Regions from separate parts of the Rattus norvegicus genome. Here region 2 is linked to region 1. Evidence: chromatin contacts called from public Hi-C data. All regions are on one chromosome and are shown on one strand. Each heading gives the region's core, a stretch centred on a gene start, on an enhancer-like site or on the middle of the called end of the contact. The rest is flanking DNA. Distances are from core to core; before and after follow the strand shown.

What was found. A called contact is a pair of places that touch in the nucleus more often than the background predicts.
Region 2: a contact with region 1 is called in a Hi-C map of psoas muscle, with 3 times the contacts expected there. The contact joins two enhancer-like sites. A contact is called at or near these places in 2 of 12 Hi-C or Micro-C datasets (kidney and psoas muscle).

What each region holds. Positions count from the first base shown.
Region 1 is chr14:107,677,773-107,684,645 of GRCr8, forward strand. The region is part of intron 3 of Rtn4 (reticulon 4); the gene reads left to right. The region is part of intron 42 of Eml6 (EMAP like 6); the gene reads right to left. Among named protein-coding and RNA genes, the nearest start is that of Rtn4, 30 kb to the left of the region's middle. Within about 2 kb of position 2,574, at least 1 of the 93 cell types and tissues checked has an H3K27ac peak or open chromatin away from gene starts, as enhancers often do.
Region 2 is chr14:108,171,122-108,177,994 of GRCr8, forward strand. Sptbn1 (spectrin, beta, non-erythrocytic 1) reads right to left here. Exons shown (of 36, transcript NM_001410274.1): 2 at 2,023-2,214. The coding sequence starts at 2,170. Among named protein-coding and RNA genes, the nearest start is that of Sptbn1, 43 kb to the right of the region's middle. Within about 2 kb of position 3,505, at least 4 of the 93 cell types and tissues checked have an H3K27ac peak or open chromatin away from gene starts, as enhancers often do.

The DNA of each region.
Region 1 (6,873 bases), core at 1,324-3,823:
TTTGGTAAGTAGAAAGATACTTACCAAATATAAATATAATAAAGTGGGTGAAAAGCCACAGTAGGCCCATTCTGCAACTTTCAAGTCTTAGTGTGAACAACTTCAATTGTCTAGTATTAAAATATTAAGCTCTTACTAAGATAATGCAGGGATATAAAGACAAGAGATTAAGATGCAGTAGAATCTACCTTTTATCAGAGATTTAACTATTAAAGGCTCTTAAACAAACTGAGAATCACTCTTGAATCTCTCTGCTGAGCCTTGCTTTATTTGTTTGTAAATCTGGTCGGCTGATACTTTTTAGTGCCTTTTGTTTTTAGTGCTTGTTTCAGTAAGTCAGACCAACTTTATTTTTTTCCATATCTAGGTGTTGTTATATTTTAGTGTTTTTCTGTATCAGCTGCTAATGCTAAAGATCATATATAGTAAGATTTAAATTGGAAATCACTGAGATGCTTGAGGTGAATGAGTTTTTCCTTACTTTGAAAAAGTGAGGAACCTAGAAGAAGGAACCTATCCTGAGGTGTCTGGGTAAACTTAAAATAATAGACTCAGGCCTGGTCCCCCAGACCTGCATTGTCCTCCCAGACTCCCTTCCCAAATCTGTCACCAGTAACAAATAGAATTCTGATTTCGTGTTTGGCTTTGCTTTTGTTTTGGTGAAGTTTTAAATGTTTTTGCTTATTAGATATCTAGTCGTTTTGGTAAAGAACAGTATTATAATTGGTATTGTTACAGTCTTACTATTTTCTGTTTATTGGCAGAATATGTTGACAAATGAAATCTATAATATTTCATTATTGAGGTTCTATGGAAAAGTTAGATGAAGATGAAGGAAGGAAGGAAGACTTGTGAGTCAGGTCAGGTGTGTGGGAGAGTGATGGAGGAGTGATGGAGGAGTGATGGAAGAGTGATGGAAGACTGATGGAAGAGTGATGGAAGAGTGATGGAGGAGTGATGGAGGAGTGATGGAGGAGTGATGGAAGACTGATGGAAGAGTGATGGAAGACTGATGGAAGAGTGATGGAGGAGTGATGGGAGAGTGATGGAGGAGTGATGGAAGAGTGATGGAGGAGTGATGGAAGAGTGATGGAAGAGTGATGGGAGAGTGATGGAGGAGTGATGGAAGAGTGATGGAGGAGTGACGGAGGAGTGATGGAAGACTGATGGAAGAGTGATGGGAGAGTGATGGGAGAGTGATGGGAGAGTGATGGAAGAGTGATGTCAGCAGCAGAGAGAGACAACTCCACACTGTAACCCAGGTCAGCCCGCAGGTTCTTTTTCAGACAGTACAGGAAAGAAATTTAGACCATACGGTAGGAAGAAAAGATTAAAGACAAAGAGGTGCCTGGGAAGAAAATATAATATACTGTGCTCACAGTTCTCAAAGAATTGGAATTAGCAGCAGCATAGCATTTTTGTGGCTCTCAAGGTACATTTCAAAGGATTGCTCAGAAACTTTTTCTGTACATGAGATTATAGAACTCATAGTTCCTTGGATGGGCTCAAACCTAATAAGATAAACTCAGGAGTTTAGGGTTGCACCAGGAACTAGGACATGCCCTTTTGTTTGTAAGCTGGACTTCCGTTGAGATTCCTAAGAATTTGCAAATGTTAATTTTGTTGGAATTCTTGATTCTTAGTTGGTAAGAGGCTTCACCAGGTGAGCGGCTCTGTTGGGCTCTGTTCTCTTCCCATCCCTGTAGTTTTTCCTTCCTTTCTAATCACACCTGCTTTGTAAGCACTAAGAAGATAGGACCAAGACAGTGACTAGAATATTTTGGATAGAGTAGATTGTATAGGATAATAGTGGAAAGATAGATTTGTAGGATCAAAGATGACAGAAGGTTAGAAGGTCTAGGTCAGATTTCCTGAAGCTTCTCTGTGGTTCACAAAAAAAAAAAATGATTCCTGTGATTCTATCAAAGCAAGTTTATAGGGTCTGGCAATCTGGTGTCATCATTTTATTACTGGGCAGATTTGGAAAACAATCTAGGGGCTCACACTTCAGTTCTAATATGCTTTGATTTTGACTAGGTAAGAAACTTCCTCTAAGTTTTTATAGGGTTCCAGTTTTGAGGTTCTCTGGGGTTTTATGACAAGATGTTCTGGGCCAGGTTGTGTTGGTTTGATGTTTTAAGTAAGTAGTAATAACTGATGACTGGTTCAGAAGGCCATCTGTGGTGTAGTATAAGCTGGAGGAGAAAAGCCTGAGTTTGGGATGGCTGTAGTTATGCCCGGTTTTTACAAAAGAACACCCAGAACCTCCTCATCTGAAGTGGGAATGAAAAGGAAGTAACAGATTTAAGAACAATAAGTGAAGAAATATTTGATACTTCTCATAGGTTGCAGGACTATATGAAGTCACAATCGCAATGAACAACTGTGCTTAGCATCAGATTTCATTTTGAAGGCCAAATTGAGTTCCAGACACTTTGAAGTGATGGAAATGCCAAGCAATGATAAAGAATATACAACAAATGCAAAGTGAGGGTATCTTCTTCAAAAGCTAAAGATAGGGAAGCAAAGCCAGTAGCTCCGAGCCTGCATTAGTGGAGTACCAGGAGAAGTTAGCTCTAACAGCAGTAGAAGGAGCAGGAGGGCGTGGTTTCACCAAGAGAAGACTGGTTGTAGAGAAGCTGTTTAGGATGAAGAAAAAGTGATTACAGACTGTCAGATTTTAGGAGAAAGTGTAATATTGCCTATTTTTACTAGTGCTTTTGTAGATTGGGAAGTTCAACTGCTTTAGATGACCTTCGTGAGAAGTTTCAGTAGCATTAAAATTCAGTTTGATTATGCTTCAAGACTCTTGCAGTCTTCCCTTGTGAACTCGTATAGGGCTTCCTAGTCTTGTCTGGAAGTCATTTCAACTTCTGTGAAAGCTTGAAGTGGATGAGGTGTAGGTGTATGTGCTACTGCTAAGCGGGGAGGAGCAAAGGGCCTGCCCAGGTGCCTGAAATGCTAGCCTTCCCTTGAGCCTAGGGAGGAGTTAGGCTGAGTTTGTCATTAACCAATTTTAAGAACTGCTAATCTTAGGAAAATACCTGTTTTTAATTCTAAATTGAGCTAAAGCTCACTTAAACTTGGTCATTCATTCATTGTCTTTTTCTAGATTTTTCTTTTTTTTTTTTTTGTAAGTAGCGGGACTGCATTGTAGAAAATAGAGAAAGGCTTTTGTGTGTGTGTGTGTGTGTGTGTGTGTGTGTGTGTGTGTGTGTGTGTGTTTTAAAGATTTCTTTATTATATATAAGTATACTGTAGCTGTCTTCAGACACACCAGAAGAAAGCATCAGATCTCATTACACATGGCTGTGAGCCACCATGTGGTTGCTGGGAATTGAACTCAGGACCTCTGGAAGAGCAGTCAGTGCTCTCAACCACTGAGCCATCTCTCCAGCGCCTGGTTCTCACTCTTAAGAAAAAAAGAGCAATAGTCTTATTATATCTACTGTGGGAAAAGGTAGATGTGGTTAGTAGCTTAGTACTGTTAAAAGATTAAATCTCCTGAGACTTCTACTGAGTCTGGTATCCTTTCTCTTAAGGACTGGATTACATACTTTACTGTAGGAAGAATGTTTAAACAGTGAATAGAATTCTCTTTACTTTTTTTTTTTTTAACTTAATCTCATCTCTGTTGGTAGAATTTGGGCTTACGGGTGTTGAATTTAATTTTGCCAGTGTTGTTTGAATTCTTGGAGCTATGTTCTGAGACCAAATTATTCGTCTGTGCTTTATTATAGCCAAGGTTGACTTAAACTGTGTATATAAGGTGCTGTGTGTGTGTGTGTGTGTGTGTGTGTGTGTGTGTGTGTGATCTGTTTAATGGCTTTTACATTTACTTCGTATGCTTGTGAGAGGTGTGATAGGCACTAAAATAATAACGTGTTGGCTTTTCTTATATGTAGCACCACCACCTTGTTTATTTTGTATAAATGTAAACCAACTCAAATATGAAAAGCCATGAAGCATTAACAGAGCCTTGCATACCTGAAAGTGAGAATATTGAAACAAATTTGGGAATGTCTCCTTTCAGACTACAGACTTTGCAAGATTGAGATTTTTTCTGTAAAAAATATGAGGAACATGCATGTACTCCACGTATGCAGACCTTTATAACTAATTTTTATAACTAAAAGTTGTCATGTTTTGTGCAAGGCGTGTTTAGGAGTACGTAGATAGATACATATTAAAAATACTTAACTTTAACTTAAAATGGTATTAAATCTATAGCTTTTGCTATGAATGGAAAACTACACCATGGTTTAGAGAAATTGGAAATGTGAAGTTAGGGATATTTTCTATTCCATTTTTGTATTGATGCCCCCTATCCCCACATTGAAAAATTTTTATGTGTGTAAGTGTGTGGGCTCCCCATGTTGCCGTGTATATGAAGATCGGAGGATGACATCCATGGGTCCTATGGGTCCCAGGTATCAGACTCAGGTCATCCAACTTGTGCCTTTTTACCCACTGTATCAGTTTGTCAGCCCTGTTTGTATTGAAAGATTTATGACCTAAATAAGTCATGGTTTTAATTATTAGTAAGTCAAATGTAGTGAATAGTAGGAACTCACTATTCTTTATTATTTTTTTTTAAAGTTGTTTTTAAATACAGCTTTAAAATCGAAACCTGACTTCAGGCTAACTTAAATGCGTATTTCATTTAAGGAAAATGTAACAGGATGACTTGTGCATGTAAGGCATTTGGTCTAGCACTATTTTTAGCTACAGCAGATGACAACCTGTGATTACCAAATGTATGCAGCTCTTTGCACTGAGTCAGTGAAAGAAAAACTGGGCTCCCTTAAATTTCAATTTTAGTTAGGTAAAGTACACTATATGGAATAATCAAAAAGTGTTCTACATTTTTAAAATTTGAAAACAAAGATAAAACTGCAGGGAGATACATTCTTCCCCCTAAATTATAGGTATTTTATTTAAATTGCTTGGCATAAACCCATATGCGTTTCCAATAGTTGAAAGGGGGAAATCATTGTTCAGTTTATCTTGGATCTTTAAAAGGGATGTTCCACGAACATTTTATATGTAAGAGTTAAAGAGTTCCTTATAAAAACATCCTTTGTCTGATACTTTAATAAGAATTTCCTGCATGTGAGTGTGTTGCCTGCCTAAGTGTGTGTGTCATGTGTCTGCCTGGTGCCCATAGTGGCTGGTAGAGGGGCTGGGTCCCCTGAGCTTCAGTTATACATTGTTATGAGTCACAGTGGGGCAGTGGAAATCAAACTGCGTGTTTCTAAAGGAGCCTTCTCTCTAGCATCCCTTATCTACTTATCCCTTATTTACTTTGTGTTTTCTCCAATTTTGTAGATTGTCTTCACCTTCTTCATTATGTCCTTTGAAACATAAAATATTATATTAGAAGAGGCTCAGTATGTTTGCTTTCTCTTGTGTTTATGCTAATACCATACTTTAAGAAACAAAAGATACAAAGTCTTGACAACCTACACCTACTTTTTTCTTTTAAAAGAATTGTTATTTTTAAAAGCTCCCCCTCATGTGCGTATGTGTAGGAGTGTGTATAGAGGTCAGAAGGCAGCTTATAGGGCTAAGTTCTTGCCTTCTACCATGTAGGTCTAGGAGATAAAATGCTTTATCATCAAGCTTGGTGGCAGGTGCCCCCAGGCTCCCACTGAACCATCTTGCCAACCACCTAAAAGCGTTTTATAGTTTAAACTCCTATCTTTAGATTTTTATTCTATTTTGAGTTAGTTTAAAACAATGTTTTGTTATTTTTAGTAGTCGGTTTGTCATGAATGCAGATAGCTACTGAGGCTAAAGGGATCGGATCCTCTGGAACTGAAGTTCAAGAGATTTGGGAACCATCAATGGCTGAGCCATCTCTCTACCCCATAAGTTAACCTTTCATGTAATATAAAATGTGGGAGTCTAGGGACTCCAGTGGCATTCTCCTGCTGGTGGACATCCAGTTGTCCAGTAGCATTATTGAAGAGGCTTAATAGATTAGTTGTCAGACTCACCTGACCACAAAAGTAAAAGTTGATTGTATTTCATTTATGTTCCTGTGTAACCATAGGTGTGACTATAGGTTCTGGCTTATGTTTTGTTTTCTTTGAGACAGAGTCTTGCCACATAGCTCCAACTTGCCTTTAGCTTGACATCCTCTTGTTATTAAAAGTTTTGTAGGCAATTTTGTAGAGGAGAAATGTGATCCCTCTAACTTCCTTATTGTTTCCCAGGATTGTTTTGGTTAATCCAGATGATTTTTTTTCAGCTGTCTCCTCAGTTTCTGTTGGAGACATAGCTGGGGTTTTGTTTTGATGGGATTTGCACTTGGGACTAATTAGAGGAATGCTATATGTCATCCAAGACTGGGCTATCTTTCTGTTTAATTTAGTCATTAAACTCTTAAGTTTTCAGTTTATTTCGTTTGTTTTCAGCTATGTTCCTAGGAATTATATTCTTTGTCTGTGATGTTAACAGAGTGGTTGTGAAAGTTTGTTCAGACTGCAGTTGGCTTTGCATGATGTTGTATTCACAGCGACACTAGACTTGCTTGGGAATTGCTGTTTTGTGGCTTCCTTAGGAAATTCTAATTGTAAGATCATATTAGCTACAAATACCTTAATTTCTTTTTGTCCAGTCATATTCATTGCCCAAATTCTGGTCATAAATTTCCAGGGCATTTATGGGTGTGAAGTGTCAAAGAAAGGTTACCCTTGTCTTATTACTAGTTTTTTTTGTTTTTTTTTTTTTTTTTTTTTTTTTTCCGGAGCTGGGGACCGAACCCAGGGCCTTGCGCTTCCTAGGCAAGCGCTCTACCACTGAGCTAAATCCCCAACCCCTTATTACTAGTTTTAAGTGGGAAGATGCCAGTCTTGCACCATGAAGAAT
Region 2 (6,873 bases), core at 2,255-4,754, 490 kb after region 1:
GTTGAGACCAGATCTCACTACGCTGCTAAGGCTGGCCTCAAAATCAAAATCTTCCCTCCTCAGTCTCCCAAGTGCTAGTATAAACATATGCTACCCTGCCTGGCTTCGATGCGTTTGGAACGGTGCATGGCCCACAGAAACACATTAAGCTCTTGCTATCATTACTGTAACCCATCATTCTGGCACTAGCATCAACATCCCTAGAAGGTTATGACAAGGACCAACACCCAGAACAGCTGAGCTCTTGAATCTGAGTGTGTTGAAAGATCTCTCACAGAGAAAAACAAACAGGAGCTGGAATGGGCTGGTGCGGCTCAATGGATAAAAAGCTTCCTGTGCACATGTGAGGACTACCTGATAAACCAGACAACATGGAGGCCACCCATAAATCCAGTTCTCCAGAAGCAGAGGCAGGAGATTATTTTGCAAGCTGGCTACCTAAACTATCCAGAATTAGTGATGCTTCAGTTTAGTGAGACATATAATAAATAAAGTAGAGTGACTAAGGCAGATAACACATCGACTTTGGATCTCCACACACCTGTGCATATGTGTACATGCACATGTACCTATATACATCCAAAACATGTGCACATACGTGTCCATGCATTTCACATACATATGAAAAAGAAAAAGAAAAAAACCCCAAGAAACTGCTCTATGTTGTATAAATAAAATGCTCTTAAAACAAGACAACATAGGTTAGCTTGGAACTAGAACATGAAGCTTATGATCTGAGGTAACTAGCTACCACCAGCAGAATGGTCTTAAGTCTCAAATGAGGATTCATGAAAAAGAATGTTAAAGTACCAACTGATTCAGCAGCACGGACCACATTCGTGATTTCCAAAGGCCTTCCTAATGCTGTGATACCTCAGGTTCTGGGACCCCCAACCATAAAATTATTTTCATTGCTAAATTCATAACTGTGATTTTGTTACCATTATGAATTGTAATGTAAATATCTATGGTCTTTGACGACCCCTGTGAAAGGGTCATTTGACCCCCAGTGCGGTTGAGGCCCACAGGTTAAGAACCACTGCTTTGGGCCAACCTGGTCATATCATTTAAGGTCATGAAAAATTCTATCAAAAGCTAGAACGTGCTGACTCTATGACCAATAATTTCTCTGTCACTTTAGCCACTTGATTAGATGTCCTCCTTCTTGAAAACAGTGTTTCATAATCAGATTCTACTATAAAGACAACAGAAAAGTGAACTAGAATTAACAATCAATAGGGAATATATCTGCTCATCATGGTATAATCTATCATAATTAATGACACTAAAAGGAAAAATCATTCACCCACTTTCTCATTCTGAAACAATCCTCTAAAATCTCAAAAGTACACGCAAAGAGTATCTTAAATACACTCCATTTTGACTCTTGTTTTATACATGTCTGGTACTGCTCAGTTTTCAGAGTGATGGAACCTTTTCCTGACATTGCTGCCTGCTGATGAAGGCCACTGAAATGTTCTATGTATTCAGCAGCAGCAAGGGAATACCAATCACACAGGAAGGACAATCCACACTAATGGGAATGGTCAATGGCAAACCTGCTCATTAACAGCATTAAATACAGCCTTCCCACAGGACACGGCTGCTTTCAGATCTAAAGACCTTGCAGTAGATACTCACTAACCTTGCACTGCTAAGATCAGTTAATCTGCCACTGGCACTAAGAACACAGCCATTTTATGGATATTTTATATAAATATGGTATGATAAAACATTTGAAATGAAAGATGTGTTACAAATAAAAAAATCCTTGCAAACTCTTAGCAGCTCTTTCTAAATTGCTGTAAACATTATTTACTGTGTTCTAAACTATGTTAGCTATTAAGGTTGGCAGCTCTCCAAAAGTAAATGTCTTATAAAAGGGTCAGCTAGTTGTCGTAGGATATGTTAAAGCAAGGGGAGATCAACTTCAAGCAAGACAGCTTAAAGGAGAAATGGCTGCTGTTCAAGGGCTATAGAACATCTGGTGACAGGTGAGACACACAACTTCAGGACACTCACCTGCCAGGGCCTTGATGCGGGAGCGCTCAAAGAGCCGTGCAGAGCTGTTCTCATTGTCCCAGTCATCCACGTCCCAGCGGTTGTTCACATCGCTGTACTGCTGCTGGATCTCAATGTTGTCATAGTCTGTGGCCACCGTGGTCGTCATCTTGGCTGTCTCAGCTGCTTGTCCACATCAGTTACTTCTGAGTTCTGTGACACAGAAAGGAAAAGCATAGGTATGTATTCAAAGCACACAGCCTCCACAGAGCTGCAGGAGCATAGTTTCTGCTTGTCCAGATGCACCTTCTAGAGCCAAGGCTGATTTTCAACTTTGGCTCTGCTTCATACCACAAGTGTGACCTCGGCCCCAAACACGGAGGAGGGAGGAGACTGAATGAAACGCTGGATGCCAAATTAATGTTCTTTTAAAAACGAGTTTAAATTGGCTGGGCAATGGTGGCGCATAACTTTAATCCCAGCACTCAGGAGGCAGAGGCAGGCTGATCTCTGCATTTAAGGCCAGAGTGAGTTCCAAGACAGCTGTGGTTACATAGAGAACCCACGTCTTAAAAAACAAACAAACAAACAAAAAACCCAAAACAGAGCAAAACAAAGTGAAAATCAAAAGAAATGAAGGTGAGGGTTTAATGTTTTAATCGGGGTTATAGCAACATCTACATGGGTCTTCTTGAATGCATTCACTTAGTTTTATGGTCTATTACCTTCTAGTTTCTCATTTATCAACAACTATATAAGAAAAACGAACAAACCATTCGGTCTCTGTATCTCGTTTACATATTCAAAATTGATGCCTAAGATCCAGACCTAAGCATAAGACATCAAAGATAGTATCTGTGCATAGTAAATACTCAAGTATTATAATTATTTATGCCATTGTTTCTATAAATTCTAGGACCCACTCTTCTAGAGCTCACTGCGGATAATGGTGTTTTTTTTTTTTTTTGGAATAATTATGAAATAAGCTCTGGCCCACTAATTATGTCTATTCATGGAGGTTCATGTTTAGCTTTAAATACAGTTCCTCCATTCAATAAAGCCATTATTCACATGCAAAACCCAAGTATATTGAGGAATTACTACATGCTCAGCATTGCTCTAGATTCCTGGGGAAGAACAACAAACCAACAAACGATGCGAGTGAAGCTTACGTCCTCATAGAAGGGAGACACAACATACAAGAAAAGCCACAGAGTTAAGGAAAATAAAACGCAAACAGATGAATTTGAGAGTGGCTATTTTAGCTGGTCAGAAATAAATACACTGCTTAGTACTGAAGTAGATCTCAGTGTCTAAAAGGCACAGACCATTCCCAGATCAGGAAGAGTGGCAAACCAGACAAAGGAAACACCATGGCATGCTCAGTACAGCTGGAGTCCGGTGTGCAGAGGGAGAAGTAAGGAGAGATAAGGCTACAGGAGCTAGACAGAGTCAGGCCAGACTTGGCTGAGTCTAGAATGATGACCTTTGATCCAGCATCTGCCGAAGGATTGTTCTTGGTGCCATGTGGAAACACATTCTAGGGTCAAAAATAGAAGCAGAGCTGGTTGGAGGCTACCCCAGAGACGGAAGTGGTTTGGCACTGGCAGTAGCAGACGTGAATGTGAATGTGGTAGTGGTGTGTGTGGGTATTTGTGTCAGGTGTGCTGACAGGACATGGAGAAAGGTCCAGCTGAAAGGTCATGGGTTCAGACTCCATCTTAGAGAACCTGACCTAGGGCTGAACTCGGGCTAACTAACAGCCGGTGTCTAGCACCAGTTTCCAGGTTACTCCCCAACAAATCTGCACCTCCAGGTTACATGCCTGCCCCTTGCCACTTCATTTCCTAACAACCATCAACCAGCAGAAAAGAACTAGTTGAGTTTATGGTTTGACACCTAGCACCAGCCAATTATGTTAAAGGACAACAATAGCCCCCAATTAGATGCTTGCAGGCTTAGACACCTCCATCCCTTGCTTGTCCTTTCCTATAAAACCTTGTCCCCATGAGTTGAGTTCAGGGCTGCTTCACCAAACCGTCCCGTGGGTCAGTGGTGAGATAAGCCCAGGCTCCAGCTTGGAATAAAGAGACCCTAATGTGATTACCCGGGAGTCTGCTCCTGGTTGGTGTTTTGGGTTCTTGAACGCTTCTTGGTACAACATGGCCAGTCCTATGGCATTTGTAAGGGTCTGTGCTTGATTCTATTGGTATAGTTAAACTCCTGTATGTGTTCAATTTCACTGCAGGGACTCAGGCCCAGTCAGGTACACAAAGCTATCTAAGTAAGTAAAGTGCACATCTAAGAAGGGAATGTAATGGAAATAGCTCCTGTCTTGGTGGTAGAAAAATAACAAGGGGAATTGATGCTGGTTATCTCCTCTCCTTCTCCCTCCTAACCTTAAGATTAAAAGATTAATAGTAAGAGTTTTGCACATGGATGCTCACTTGGCTCAAGCTTCAGTGTGCACCAAGAGTGTACGCAGGGGCCAGCCTGCACAGTTCATCACTAGTATCTGTGTGCTAATAGAACAAGATCACCGCCCAGCAACAGAGGACTGCACCAGGGTCTCCATGCTGAAATGAACCACCTGTGTCTGGGATGGCACCATCAGGGGCTCAAGCAGTCCCCCTGCTTCCTCTTTTACCATTACAGTTCTCTCACAAACCATTAACATACCCTATGTGCTCTTGAGGAAAGAGCACCAAAAGACCAACCAGGAGCAGACTCCTGGGTAACCACATTAGGGTCTCTTTATCCCAAGCTGGAGCCTGGGCTTACCTCACCACTGACCCACGGGACGGTTTGGTGAAGCAGCCCTGAACTCTCATCGGGACAAGGTTTTATAGGAAGTGGCAAGCAAGGGGGTGGAAATGCAGACAGATGTAATCGAGCCCAACAACACAAACGTATTGGTATATTAACTTAACAGTTATGTTAACGACATATTTACAGGATTTCACAAAACCACTAATTAACAAGCTAAAACCTAGCGATTGAGTGACCTTATAGTTAAACAACTCTAACACAGGGATGGGGGGCAAGAAGGCAAGATTACACACTAGTAACCTTGGAGATGGTTAATTTTCACGACTACTGCAACATTACAGCTTTTTAAAACCTATCTTGGAATATTCTATCTCTAGTAAAGAAAAACTTTACAATACTCGGAGTACAATCATTCAAAGTATAGAAAAGTTGATTTAATCCAACTCAAGGAGAAACCCAAACAGGGCGAACCTTTCACCAGGTAAGTTCTATCAGCTATTTGGTGCCATCTACTGACCAAGCTGAATAAGCTACACTGTGGCTCCAGGGCCCTTAGTACCTGCCTAGGTGCCTACTCCCTTGTCCTGGCTTTGGAGTCTCCCTCCCACTGTGGCCCTTCCCAGCTCTCACAAGTGGCTGAACCTCTTCACACCTCTGACCCACCCTAATGAGTTATTCCTTTTGTGTGTGTGTGTTTTTTTTTCTGGCTAATTTAGCACATTTATAGCTGGCACAATACATTCTTTCCTAAGTGTTCTTAAGTAATAATGTTATTTAATATATCATTATCATTCCTTAAAGACATGAATGTCAGGCCAAAATTCCTGCTAGTCTATGCACAGAAAACACACTGATGCTATCAGTGACTAATGTAATTCAGGTACCCAAGAGCCTAGAATTTGAGTACCAGGGACATTTTTTTTCTCCCGTATTATCTATCTCTCCAGAGACATTATCATTACCAAGCGAGTTCTGGTGGTGATAAAACATTTTGTCTGGTTTGTTCTCTACCCTGCCCCTACGGCACTTTCAAGGCTATTTATCCTCCAGGGTTATCTTGAGAACTTAATTCAACATCACCAAGTAAGTGGCCTGAGTGAAGATAGGTGAAATGAACAAATATAGGGAATGTACCCTAAAGCACTGAGATGTCAGACATCCACCTTGCTCCAAAACTCTTCAGCAAGAGGCTGTGCACTATGAACACAACTTACACCACATAAGGATGTATCCCCTGGAAACCTTATCTACAGGGCATTTGTTTCCAAGGTGCTATCAATCATGGACAGATGAAATGAATACTTCTTATATGGCTGAGAGTGGATAACCAGGAGAGAAAAGCTGGAGTTTGGGTTTCCCTTTGACATGGCCCTCAGCACTTCAGCACACATGTGTCTGTCCATTAATGGTTTTTCCATTAGGACAAGCTGGAGAGGACTGTGTAAGGCATGGAGAGGACCTGAAAGTCTGTCTGACTCTATCTTCATAGTATGGGCTATTGCAATGGCTCTACAATGAGTAAAGCCAACACTACCCCAGTGTGACAAGAGTAATATCCACACTCTTTGTGACTAGGTTTAGGGACGACACTTTAAAGCTTCTTTCTATTTTCTCTTATAATTTTTTTAAAAGGCCAAGAGTTCTCCAAGATTATTCTCTAGTCCTGTCTTTTTTTTTATTTAGAGAATACTTTATTAGTTTTTGTAATCAAACCCACGTAGATAAGACCTTACATATTTTTTTTATTAACTTGAGTATCTCTTATTTACATTTCGAATGTTATTCCCTTTCCCGGTTTCCAGGCAAACATCCCCCTAATCCCTCCCCCTCCCCTTCTTTATGGGTGTTCCCCTCCCCACCCTCCCCCCATTGCCGCTCTCCCCCCAGCAATCACGTTCACTGGGGGTTCAGTCTTAGCAGGACCCAGGGCTTCCCCTTCCACTGGTGCTCTTACTAGGATATTCACTGCTACCTATGAGGTCAGAGTCCAGGGTCAGTCCATGTATAGTCTTTAGGTAGTGGCTTAGTCCCTGGATAGTCCTGTCTTATAAATAGGAATTTCCCAAAAGATCCAAAGAAATTTCAGATATGCTGTCATAATTT